Linked DNA regions of Mus musculus: region 2 is linked to region 1. A link is a contact called in public HiCAR-type data. All regions are on one chromosome and are shown on one strand. The core of a region is the stretch at or near the end of the contact, and the rest is flanking DNA. Distances in the headings are between cores, read along the strand shown. Region 1 holds the start of 1300002E11Rik (RIKEN cDNA 1300002E11 gene). Region 2 holds the start of Tbccd1 (TBCC domain containing 1).

The links. HiCAR-type assays count read pairs that join an accessible place to other places.
Region 2: a HiCAR-type map of astrocytes shows a contact between it and region 1, with 2.8 times the contacts expected there. The contact joins the promoter of Tbccd1 here to the promoter of 1300002E11Rik in region 1. A contact is called at or near these places in 4 of 39 promoter capture datasets (the 3T3-L1 cell line, erythroid cells and liver), 1 of 484 Hi-C or Micro-C datasets (CD4 T cells), 1 of 115 datasets of contacts at active chromatin or transcription factors (astrocytes) and 2 of 9 other capture datasets (adipose tissue and liver).

What each region holds. Positions count from the first base shown.
Region 1 is chr16:21,792,208-21,797,789 of GRCm38.p6, forward strand. 1300002E11Rik (RIKEN cDNA 1300002E11 gene) reads left to right here and starts at 2,140. Exons shown (of 3, transcript NR_037958.1): 1 at 2,140-2,239; 2 at 3,643-3,768.
Region 2 is chr16:22,855,219-22,860,800 of GRCm38.p6, forward strand. Tbccd1 (TBCC domain containing 1) reads right to left here and starts at 2,451. Exons shown (of 8, transcript NM_001081368.2): 1 at 2,127-2,451. Dnajb11 (DnaJ heat shock protein family (Hsp40) member B11) reads left to right here and starts at 2,627. Exons shown (of 10, transcript NM_001190804.1): 1 at 2,627-2,891. The coding sequence starts at 2,824.

The sequences.
Region 1 (5,582 bases), core at 890-3,389:
GCCCTGGGGTACAACCTTGTCACCATAGATAATTGTGCTCATTGTAGACATGGAGGGTGATCTGTCCCTCTAGGTTACCTGCTCATAAAGATTATTGTCAATCAGCCCTGTTGTTCCTAGAAGCTAAGGTAACTAGATAAATGAGTAGCTAAGAAGAAAAAGTTTAAGAGATAAATAAAGAACCTGAGAGCACAAAACACAAAAGCCATGGTTCATAATCTCTGGGTCTCTTGTAGCTGACTATGAGATCTGTGTAAATCTTGATGGCTTGACATTTTTGAAAGTCTAGTTTTTAATTATTTAGATTTTGATGAAAATATTATCAGCTTGTATTTCTAAAACTCAAGCTATGGTTTCTGGAGAGCAAAGAGAAGTGTCATTGGTTGAATGATGGAACCTGATGTCCCTGTGATTATGCTAACATTGAACTACCTTTCCATCAAGGGCTGCTTCCCTCACAAGGTCGGAAACTTCCTTAAGCAAGTGTTCACTGTATCCATCTTTCTCTAGTGTCTCTGTGCATCTTATATGAATAAATGAAAAATAAATGGAATTAAACAGGTTCAAATTCTATCACACTGGCTAACTTTGTGCCTTGTGGCAAATCCCTATAGTCAAAAAATGACAAATATCATTGGGTCTAAACCAGGCATGGTTGAGTATGCCTGTAAGATCCGTTAACACTAGGAGGGTTCAGGGAGGAGAACAGTTGGAGCTATATCAGGAGACCTGATCAGAAAACAACAAAAGTCATTGGGCTGAGGTGTTATTCTGGGTTATTTGCAAAACTGACCCATCACCCACATTTCAACACTACTACTAGCTTGCTTTGTCATCTTTCTAAACAACAAGTTGAGATGTTTCTTTGAACCATTGTCTTAGTCAGGGTTTCTATTCCTGCACAAACATCATGACCAAGAAGCAAGTTGGGGAGGAAAGGGTTTATTCAGCTTACACTTCCATACTGCTGTTCATCACCAAGGAAGTCAGGACTGGAACTCAAGCAGGTCAGGAAGCAGGAGCTGATGCAGAAGCCATGTTCTTTACTGGCTTGCTTCCCCTGGCTTGCTCAGCCTGCTCTCTTTTAGAACCCAAGACTACCAGCCCAGAGATGGCCCCACCCACAAGGGGCCTTTCCCCCTTGATCACTAATTGAGAAAGTGCCTTACAGTTGGATCTCATGGAGGTATTTCCTCAACTGAAGCTCCTTTCTCTGTGATAACTCCAGCTTTGTCAAGTTGACACAAAACTAGCCAGTACAACCACCACAGAGGAAATGAAACCATGCCTAGTCAGTGGTAGTACATTCATAGCCTGCTAACCTTCTGGAACTGCAGAGGTCTGTAGTTTTGTTCCTATTAACCAGTTAAAAACAAAGACAGCTCCCTGCTTTTCTGGGTCAGTATGAGGTTTGTGGACACACACACACACAGAGACTTTCTTATTGATGAGTATGTCTACTTTCAGGGACAGCCTGAGGTCTGTCATTATAGTCCTGGTGCCTCTCCTCCCCCCCCCCCCCCTTAGCAAGGTAACTCAGCAAATGTTTTCAATCAAGTTGAGATATCAACCTGTCTGTCTGTCGGTCTGTCTATCGAGGAGAAGGTACCCAGTATCATCAGCTAACCACTGAACAAAAGTAGTTCCAGTCTGCTATACACGTATGTGTTCCAGTGCGGAAACAAGAGAGTATATCACATCATTAGAAAAAAAAACAAAACAAAAAACCTGTTAATGTTCATTGCAGTATGCTGGAACGTTCTATGCATTACCTCAAGTAACACAACAGCTTCAGGTTGTGGGTACTGGTGTTTTACACGGTTGGGACAGGTTGCCCTTGTAACACAACACCAATACCCTCAGAAGTGAAAGGGGCAGCACTGCAGCCAGCAATCACAATCTCAGAGGCCGACACCCGGCAGAGACGTGGGACTCGACAATCTCGTGATTTGTCCAAACGCCCCGCTAATTCGGATTGGAGCGGTAAATTTCAGCATGGACGAGTCTGTAGAATAAAGGAATTGGGTCACTCAGCCCAGGACCCGCAAGCTAAAACCACGGGAGCCCACTGCTGAGCCGTGTGTCGGAAGTGACGTCATACGCGGAAGCTGTGGAGGCAGAGGTGGCGCCTGCGCATTGGGGTTGCGCTGGGGTGGGTGTCCAGCGCTGTAGGAGGAACGCGGTGGGAGGAAGGCTTGCGGGCGTGCGGACTCGGCTTCGGGCCGAGCGCTTTGAAGAAGTAAGTCTTCTAGGAACCTAGCGGCGCTAGAGGGAGTTGGCGACATGGCTTTTGGGGCAGCTGCGGTGCGCTCAGCTGGGCTCGCTGCCTACTCCTGAGCCCGGGATGGAGTAGGGGTCAGCGACCCGGTCTCCTATAGGTCTTGGGAGAGAGAGGTGGACACCTGCTGGAAAGGGTTTGGACAGAGTGCGAAGCCCGACTGGCGCAGCTGCTGAGTGCATCCCGGGTGTCAGCATCCCGCCTCTGCAAACGCGACTCCCGGTTACTTTGCTTGCCCCCTCCCTGCCCTATGACGCGGGTGCAGAAGAAAATCCTGACCCGTTTTGTTTTAAAGTTAGTGAAATGTACAAATGGGTCCTAATCTCTTGGTGGAGAGGATAAGGCGCTTGTCTGGCTTCTTGAGGCTGCCTTTACTTTTCTGGGAAGAACTGTGCGATACCAGGGAGGTTATCGAATAATTAGCCGCGGTTGTCGCACCGTACTGGTAGCTGGTGTTATAAATGCTTTCTTTTTAGCAGTGTAAGTTTTCTTTTTCTTAAAGATTTATTATGTTGGTAAACTATTTAAAAGATGGATAAGAGTTACAACGAATATAAAAACAGTAATTTATAAATATGTAGTCGGGCTCCACCTGCTGTGTATAGACCCAAGGAACGATTGTAGCAGCTCCCAATTCCCCCCCCAACCCTTGAAGATTAAAGTGTTTCCTTTGTTAAAGGCGCCATTAAATATTATGAAGAGTGTACATATGCACCCCACAAAAAACAAGTATTGTAACCACCAAGTTTGGGCTATCAAATGAAATACAGTGCAGATGCTATAATGTGCTGTGTAATCAGATCTCAGCAAGAGTCACCACCTACGCGTAGCCCCAGGAATGTGGCTGTGTGCACGGGCTATCAAATAAAAGGCAGATCTTGAGAGGTTCCCAAAATGTGTCATTAGATTGGATAGAGTGGGGTTAGTAGACAATGAATTTATGTTGCATGGTTGTGTTTTCCCTAAGAAACTAGTAAGCATCTTTTGATTTTAAATCGGAGCTTTTCTTCAAGTCAGTTGAACACTCCAAAAGTAAACCGCTTTTTTTGCAGTAAAAATTTATGTTTGTTCACGTTTAAATCTTTTCACAATTCCTGGACAGCCCTGAGATTCTACTCACCCCCATTTTATATGCTGTTACTGTGCCACTGAATTAGAATATATTTAAATATGATAAATGTCATTGAACTTTTGAAATCTTCTAGGTATTATTGTTTTCCTATAGTCTTGGCCACTTTAACCATGTTCAGAGTCATGTCCCCTAGACCGCATGTCTAAGTGCCCATATGGTGTAGCTGCTATGCACAGTGGACTGATGCATGTGGTAACCTAGGTATGTGCATTGACAGTTTTGAGGTTTTTAGTTTTGCAGAACCCTGCTACCTACAGACTCTGCCATGGATGTCATGTAAAGAAACCCCGGATGTAGTAACGGACAAAACATGAGTCAGTTTGTGTTGTGGCATTCAGATCTGAACACACTGGGAGAGGTAAGTTGTCGACTGTGTTTTATATTAGGTGCTGTATTAGAGTAGCCCTGTTGAGTCAAAGATATTTTAAGATGGGAGAAAAAAATTAGGCCTAAATCTATCTTTTTAAAATCAGGAACTTCCAAGGCAAGGCGTCTTTGTTTGTATGCTAGTGTAACTGTTTTCCTGTTGAGGAAGTCAGGATTGAAAGAGAGAAACCAGGTGTACTGCAGAAAGGATACTTTTCCTTTTTGGGAGCTCCTCTCCCCCAGGCTTCTCAGTCTGTAGTAACAGCCCGTGGTTACTATGTTAAAATAAAGGCTCAAATACTCATCTAAATCAGGTGGTGGCCAAATAGTGCATGTCTCAGATCTGTTGAGTAACTCTATTTTATGCGAGAGAAACCATACCTTTTCTTTTTCTTATCTTGCCTGAGTTAGCCTTATTTATGTAATTTCTCCTTTCCCCATTTTTGTATTCTCTCGGTCTTTTTATCTTTGGATTGTGTAAGGCTGATTTGCTCCTCCTCCTTTCTTTTTTCCTATTTCCGTTTTCCTGATTTGTTGCTCTGCTTCTAACTCTGTGTTAATGTTTGGCAACTTTTCATCACTAAGCATTTAATTTGAAGGTATTTTCTTGTCTCCTTTGTAGATATGCTGGTTTCTTGTTTAAATTTGCTTAATTCTGTTAACAGGTGTTATTTGAAATAATTTATCTTGTACACATGATTGTGCTTGCATACAAATATATACACATAATGACGTCACAATATGTTTGAAATAAAAAATAACAACTAGAAGTAAACTGTGATGGAGGTTTGATTAAAGTGCCTTCATGCATGGAACACTCTGTGGCTAATGTTGCATGGAACACTCTGCAGCTAATGTTTCATGGAACACTCTGTGGCTAATGTTGCATGGAACACTGCAGCTAATGTTGCATGGAACACTCTGTGGCTAATGTTGCATGGAACACTGCAGCTAATGTTGCATGGAACACTCTGCAGCTAATGTTGCATGGTACACTCTGTGGCTAATGTTGCATGGAACACTCTGCAGCTAATGTTGCATGGTACACTCTGTGGCTAATGTTGCATGGAACACTTTGCGGTTAATGTTGCATGGTACACTCTGTGGCTAATGTTGCATGGAATACTCTGTGGCTAATGTTGCATGGAACAATGCAGCTAATGTTGCATGGAACACTCTGCGATTAATGTTGCATGGGACACTCTATGGCTAATGTTGCATGAAACACACTGTGGCTAATGCTGCATGGAACACTGCAGCTAATGTTGCATGGAACACTCTGCGGCTAATGTTTCATGGAACACTCTGCAGCTAATGTTGCATGGAACACTCTGTGGCTAATGTTGCATGGAACACTTTGCGGTTAATGTTTCATGGAACACTCTGCAGCTAATGTTGCATGGAACACTCTGCGGCTAATGTTTCATGGAACACTCTGCAGCTAATGTTGCATGGAACAATCTGTGGCTAATGTTTCATGGAACAATGCAGCTAATGTTGCATGGAACACTCTGCGATTAATGTTGCATGGGACACTCTATGGCTAATGTTGCATGGAACACGCTGTGGCTAATGTTGCATGGAACACGCTGTGGCTAATGCTGCATGGAACACGCTGTGGCTAATGTAAATAATGAAGTGGAGCCACAGATTCATTATTAACCGAGAAAAGCACTAGAGAACTATGTGTGCAGCATGTTTTCATTTGTGGTTTTAAAAGCACCATATATCTGTATATACACATGCATGCATACATACATACATACATACATATAAAAAGCACCATATATCTGTATATACACATGC
Region 2 (5,582 bases), core at 1,201-3,700, 1.1 Mb after region 1:
TAAATATTCTATAAAAGAAAGACAGAGAATAGATGTGGACACAGATTAGCTCTAGCACAATAATGGAAGAGTTAAAGACCCCACTCTTGTCAGTACACAGGCTATCCTGACAACAAATAAACAGCAGAATTCAACAGCATCCTACATCACATAGACCTACCAGACCATCTACAAACACCCCCAGTCTTCTCAATATCTCATAGAACATGTAAGATGCAGCACATAACAACACACAAAGCAAGCCTTAACAAACACAGGAAAAATGAAATAATCTCATTATGTAATCTGTCATCAATAGACTAAAACTAGAAACCTCCTCGAGAGGAACTATAGAACACACACTAACTCATCAACTTCAATTCCAAGGGATTCTCCATCCTCTTCTGGCCTTTTTGAGCAAAAAGGCATGCACTCACTAGGTTACATGTAGGCAAAGCACCTGTCTTAGTCAGGGTTTTACTGCTGTGAACAGACACCATGACCAAGGCAAGTCTTATAAAAACAACATTTAATTGGGGCTGGCTTACAGGTTCAGAGGTTCAGTCCATTATCATCAAGGTGGGAGCATGGCAGTATCCAGGCAGGCATGGTGCAGGCAGAGCTGAGAGTTCTACGTCTTCATCCAAAGGCTGCTAGTGGAAGACTGACTTCCAGGCAACTAGAGTGAGGATCTTATACCCACACCCACAATGACACACCCATTCCAACCAAGTCACACCTATTCCAACAAGGCCACACCTTCAGATGGTGCCACTCCCTGGTCCAAGGCTATACAAACCATCACAGCACCCATGAACATCAAAATAAACCTTTTTCTTTCTCATTGAGGTTTTGGCAAAACATCAATGTTTGTTCCAGCACTATTCACAATAGCTAACTTACAGGATGGACTTAGGAGTTCAACAAGAGAATAAAGAAAATGTGGCTTATGTACAATGTTTTCTTCCAAACCATAGAAAATGCAGCTATAGGATACAAAAGATGGCTTAACCATTAAAGGTTAGGCTCACAAGCAAAAATTTAGGAATGCAATTTTGTTGTATACAGGAAAATGGATATAACTGGAGATAACTATCTTGTCTAGATGACTATCTTGTCTCAGAGAAACAAATACATGTTTTATCTCAATGTGTGGCTCCTAGATTTTATATAGGTACTTAAAATCACATATGTGTATATGGCAATGCCAAATCACCTAGAGAAACAAAAGGAATAACAGCACAGAGAGAAAAAGGTAAAAATATATACATTATACAGTTTGACTATACAAGAAAGTACCATATACAATGACTATACACAATGAAACATTTTTAAAAGGAAGGGAGTTGATTATTCTGGAACATGCTACGATATTTAATAGGTGAGGATATATATCATTAAATTAGACAGCTTTGTAAGTTACCATAGACTTGGCCTTTTACTTTGAGTGCAATGAAAAGCCACTAAAGGTTTTAAGCAGGAGAGGATGATTTGACATAGTTTTTAAAAAGCGGGAGTGCGCTGGGGATAGTTCAGTCCATAAAGCTTGCCACTTACTTGCCATACAAACAGGGGGTCTTGAATTCCGCCCATTGTAGCAACTGCAACAACAACGTCCTGGATTCCCAGCACTCAAGAGACAGAGACGGTTCTCGAGCTCCTGGGTCCACCAGCCTAGTCTAATCTGTGATCTCCAGGTTCCCTAGTGCGCTCCCGAGTGCACACAATCATAGGGTGGAGAGCAGAGGAACTTTAAAATAGTGTATCAAGATATGAAGTTTGGAGGCAGGGAGATCGGTTATGAGACCTTTGCAAGCAGGAGATAATTATGACTCAGAGGTGGAGCTATAGTGGACAAGCACACATTACGGTTCACTGATAAAAATCTGAATAGGTTATGCAGGAAGCTAAGCTGAGAAGCTGTCCTAAACAACTAGTTGTCTGAGGTAAACAAAACTGGAGAAAAGAGCAACCGATGAACAAGCTCTAGTGCCTTTTATTGATTGCATGCTTGCTGTGTGCAATTCTGCTAGGAAACTTGCAGGAAAAAAAAAAGTTTAATTAATTCCCAACACTGCCAGAGAACGCTTTGCCTTAGTTCTGTAGAAAACAGGTTCGAAAGTGGGGTGGAGATGGGGCTGCCTCACCGCTACGGAGTGCTGGAAGCCGAATCTTAACTTAAGTCGGTCTCTATGGCGGCGTCTCTACAAGGTACCAGGTCCCTCTTTTCCACGGTAGCGAGACTGTAATAAGTTAGTACTGGGAGAGCCTATCCCCAGGCAAGACGCCCCACGTACTTTGACACCTCCTGGGGTTGCACTTCGGTGAGCGCTCGCAAGTCACGTGTGCACATGGCGTAGCTTCCAGACTGGTAGTAAGACCTCTCTCAAGCAATTGGTCGGAATCGGGAAGGAGCCTCGCGATTGGTGGACATTCGGGTTTCCTACAGCAGCGCGCTCTTTCTCGGCTCCTAACTCTCTCCGGTTCTCAGCCGCTTCCGGGCGGCGCGAACCTCTGACGTTTTCTCTTCCCATTGGCCGGCGGACACGACGGCTGTTCTGCTGTCTGATTGGCTTCCCGCGCCGCCTCGGAGGTGAAGTGTACCGCGCTGATTGGCTGCGGAGTGGCGGCCGCGTGTGATGTCCCCGGCGGCGATTGGCCCACGCCTGGCTGCTCGCCGGCTCTGGGGCTCCCGGAAGGTGGCAGCTGAGGAAGGGGCGCGCTACCTGTCTCCGCGGCCGGGCAAGAGAGAGACCCCGGCGTGAGGCGGCCTCCCTGGGCCGGAAGGGCTGGTCAGCCGACGCAGCGGCACCGGAGGCTGAGAGGGTAGGACCAGGGGACGCCATGGCCCCGCAGAACCTGAGCACCTTCTGCCTGTTGCTGCTGTACCTCATCGGGACTGTGATCGCCGGGTGAGGAAGGGGGCTCCCGCGCGTGCAGCAAGAGGCCGAGGGGCGGCCCTTGCTGAGAAGGACGCGGGTGACATCGAGGAGTGAGGGAGGGGCACTGCCGGGTCGAGGGACAAGGGGGTAGTGTGGGCCAGGCTGGCGGTGCAGGGCCAGGTTTCCCCCAGGAAGAGCGGGGGTTGGTTGCAGAGCCAAATACCACGTTTGGGGATTGGAGGGAGTTAAGTGGCTGTGAGCAGAAGAAGGGAGGCGGACGTCTGAGGGATGAGGCTCTTGATGGAAATGAAGGAAGCGAGTGTCAAGCTGGGGTTGAGATTATAGATACGTCCTTGACGTCTGAGTTCCAGAGTGGGACTGTGGGTTACCCAGTTTGCAACAAGCCTCCAAAAGGCTGACACTAAAGTGGGTGGGCCATGATGCCATGTCAAATGAGGAGAGCAAGAAAGGAAGCCAAGCTCAGACTGAAGAAAGTTGGCTTGAGAGAGCAGCAAGACACTTTAGAGAGACCTTGTACTTCCCACCTTCTTGGGCTAACGAACCTGAACTGTCTTCTTGCCTCGCTGCCTCTCACCATGGTTCCTTCCTGAGCTGGATGGTCTGAGTGACAACAGTTCTCTAACAGGCGATAAAAACTGGGATTCTAGTCTCATGCCACTCTTAGGAATCCTACAAGCTTGAAGGAACTGTGTCAAGTTCCTGAAATCAGGGATAACTGTGCCAACTTTCAGGGAGAAAGAGCAGGCTTAAAGTTTCTCCCAGCATTTAAATGCATGCACGACCCTATAGATGTGGTGACTTAGGATATGGTATGTTGGACTTGTGTTCTAGAATGCCTTCACCCTCAATCCCTTCTTTGGGCTGATGAAAATAGGTGGGTCAGAACTCAAGGTCATTTTCAGCTATCGACTGAGTTCCAGATTTGCCTGGCCTATATCACATGCTATTTCAAATATATACATAACTGCAAAAATAAAAACACACCAAAAGCTCATAGATGTCAGATTTTGACAATTTATAGGTTGTTCATAATGGGAAACTCACTGCTTAGCATAGCTTTTAAAGTTATTTTCTTTATTTTGTTTTGTTTTGTTTGCTTTAATCTTATCATTTCTTCTTTGTGACATACTTTAAATTTCTCAAAGTTGACATTTCTTACATACACTTTATTGTTTTGTTCTTGTTTGATTAAGCCACGGAGTACCCAAGGTACATCAACATACGATTTTGCATGTAGGAGTTGAGGTATGCTGGTCTCCAACTCAATATGTAGCTGAAGGCAGCGTTGAACTCCCTCCTGATCCTTCAGTCGTCACTTCCCAAGTGTTAGACTTGCAGGCATGAACGACCATTCCTGGAAAATACTAATATTGTTAATACTATAGTCACTCATAAAGCAGCCTCTGGGGAAATAATGCTGACACTCAACTATATCAGCCCCCCCCCCCTTTTTCTTTCTTGTATTTTTCTGAGCTATCATTTAACCTTTTCACTCTTAAATCTTTCATTATTCTCTGACAGTTTCATATACACACATATACCTACCCACAACTCCTTGCTCCCCCCACACATATACTTGCCCTGGGCACACCCCAATATGTTCCCGTCCTAACTTCATGTACCTCTCTGAGTCCGGTTAGTTAGTGCTGCCTTCTCACATGGTGACTATTTGTATTGGCTTGCTCAGGTAGGTCTTGTTCAGGTAACCATATCTTGAGTGAATTCATGAATACCATTTGCAGAAGACAAAATTTGACAACACTCCTTCCCACCCTCTGTGTTTACATTCTTTCTGTACCCTCTACCCATGAACCTTCGGGAGTGTGGGAGAGGGGTGGAAGGTTGAAACACCATTCCATTTAAGATTGATGTCTCAATACTCACTCACTTATTCTCCATGCTTTGAACAGTTATGCTGTTGCATTAACTACTGCCCCTGAAGAAAGAGGTCTCTCTGTCCAAAAAGGAGAGTGGCATGGATTTAACCTTATATTCATGAATATAACATATAACCATGTATATATATTTGTGTGTGTGTTAATATAACATACTTACATGTTGTATCATAGATTGTATTTATATTATATCATATATTTCCATATATATTCATATGTAGTCTATGGATATAACCTAAATATTTACAAGGTAGTTTGACAACATGCCTATTTAACAAAACAACAGTAATAAGTTCATCCCTAGAGGCAGGCAGATCTCTATGTTTGAGGCCAGCCTGGTCTACAGAGTAAATTCCAGGACAGGCAGGGCTACTGAAAAACCCTGTATTGAAAAACAGAATAACAACAACAACAAAAAAATGTATGTAGTTGAGCTGGATATGGTTTTATATACCTATAAATTCAGCATTTGAGAGGTAGAGGCGGGAGGATCAGTTCAAAACAAACTTCAGATACATACTGAGTTCAAGGCCAGTCTGAGCTACATGAGGCCCTGTCTAAGAAAACTAACCGAGAAACCTAACAGAATGATTAAAATAGCCAGATAACTTTTCAGAAGTATGACTAGGAGTTTATAAGGCTGAATGCTAGGATTCATGAATCTAGGACTTAATGAATTTAAGGCAGGCACTCTGAGCCACATGCCAGACCATAAAATGTATTGTTTAATATTCTGTCTTATGTCTTGGTTCCCCAGTGCATTTTCCCCATGCATTTTAAAATTACCCCCAACTATGTCAGTGAC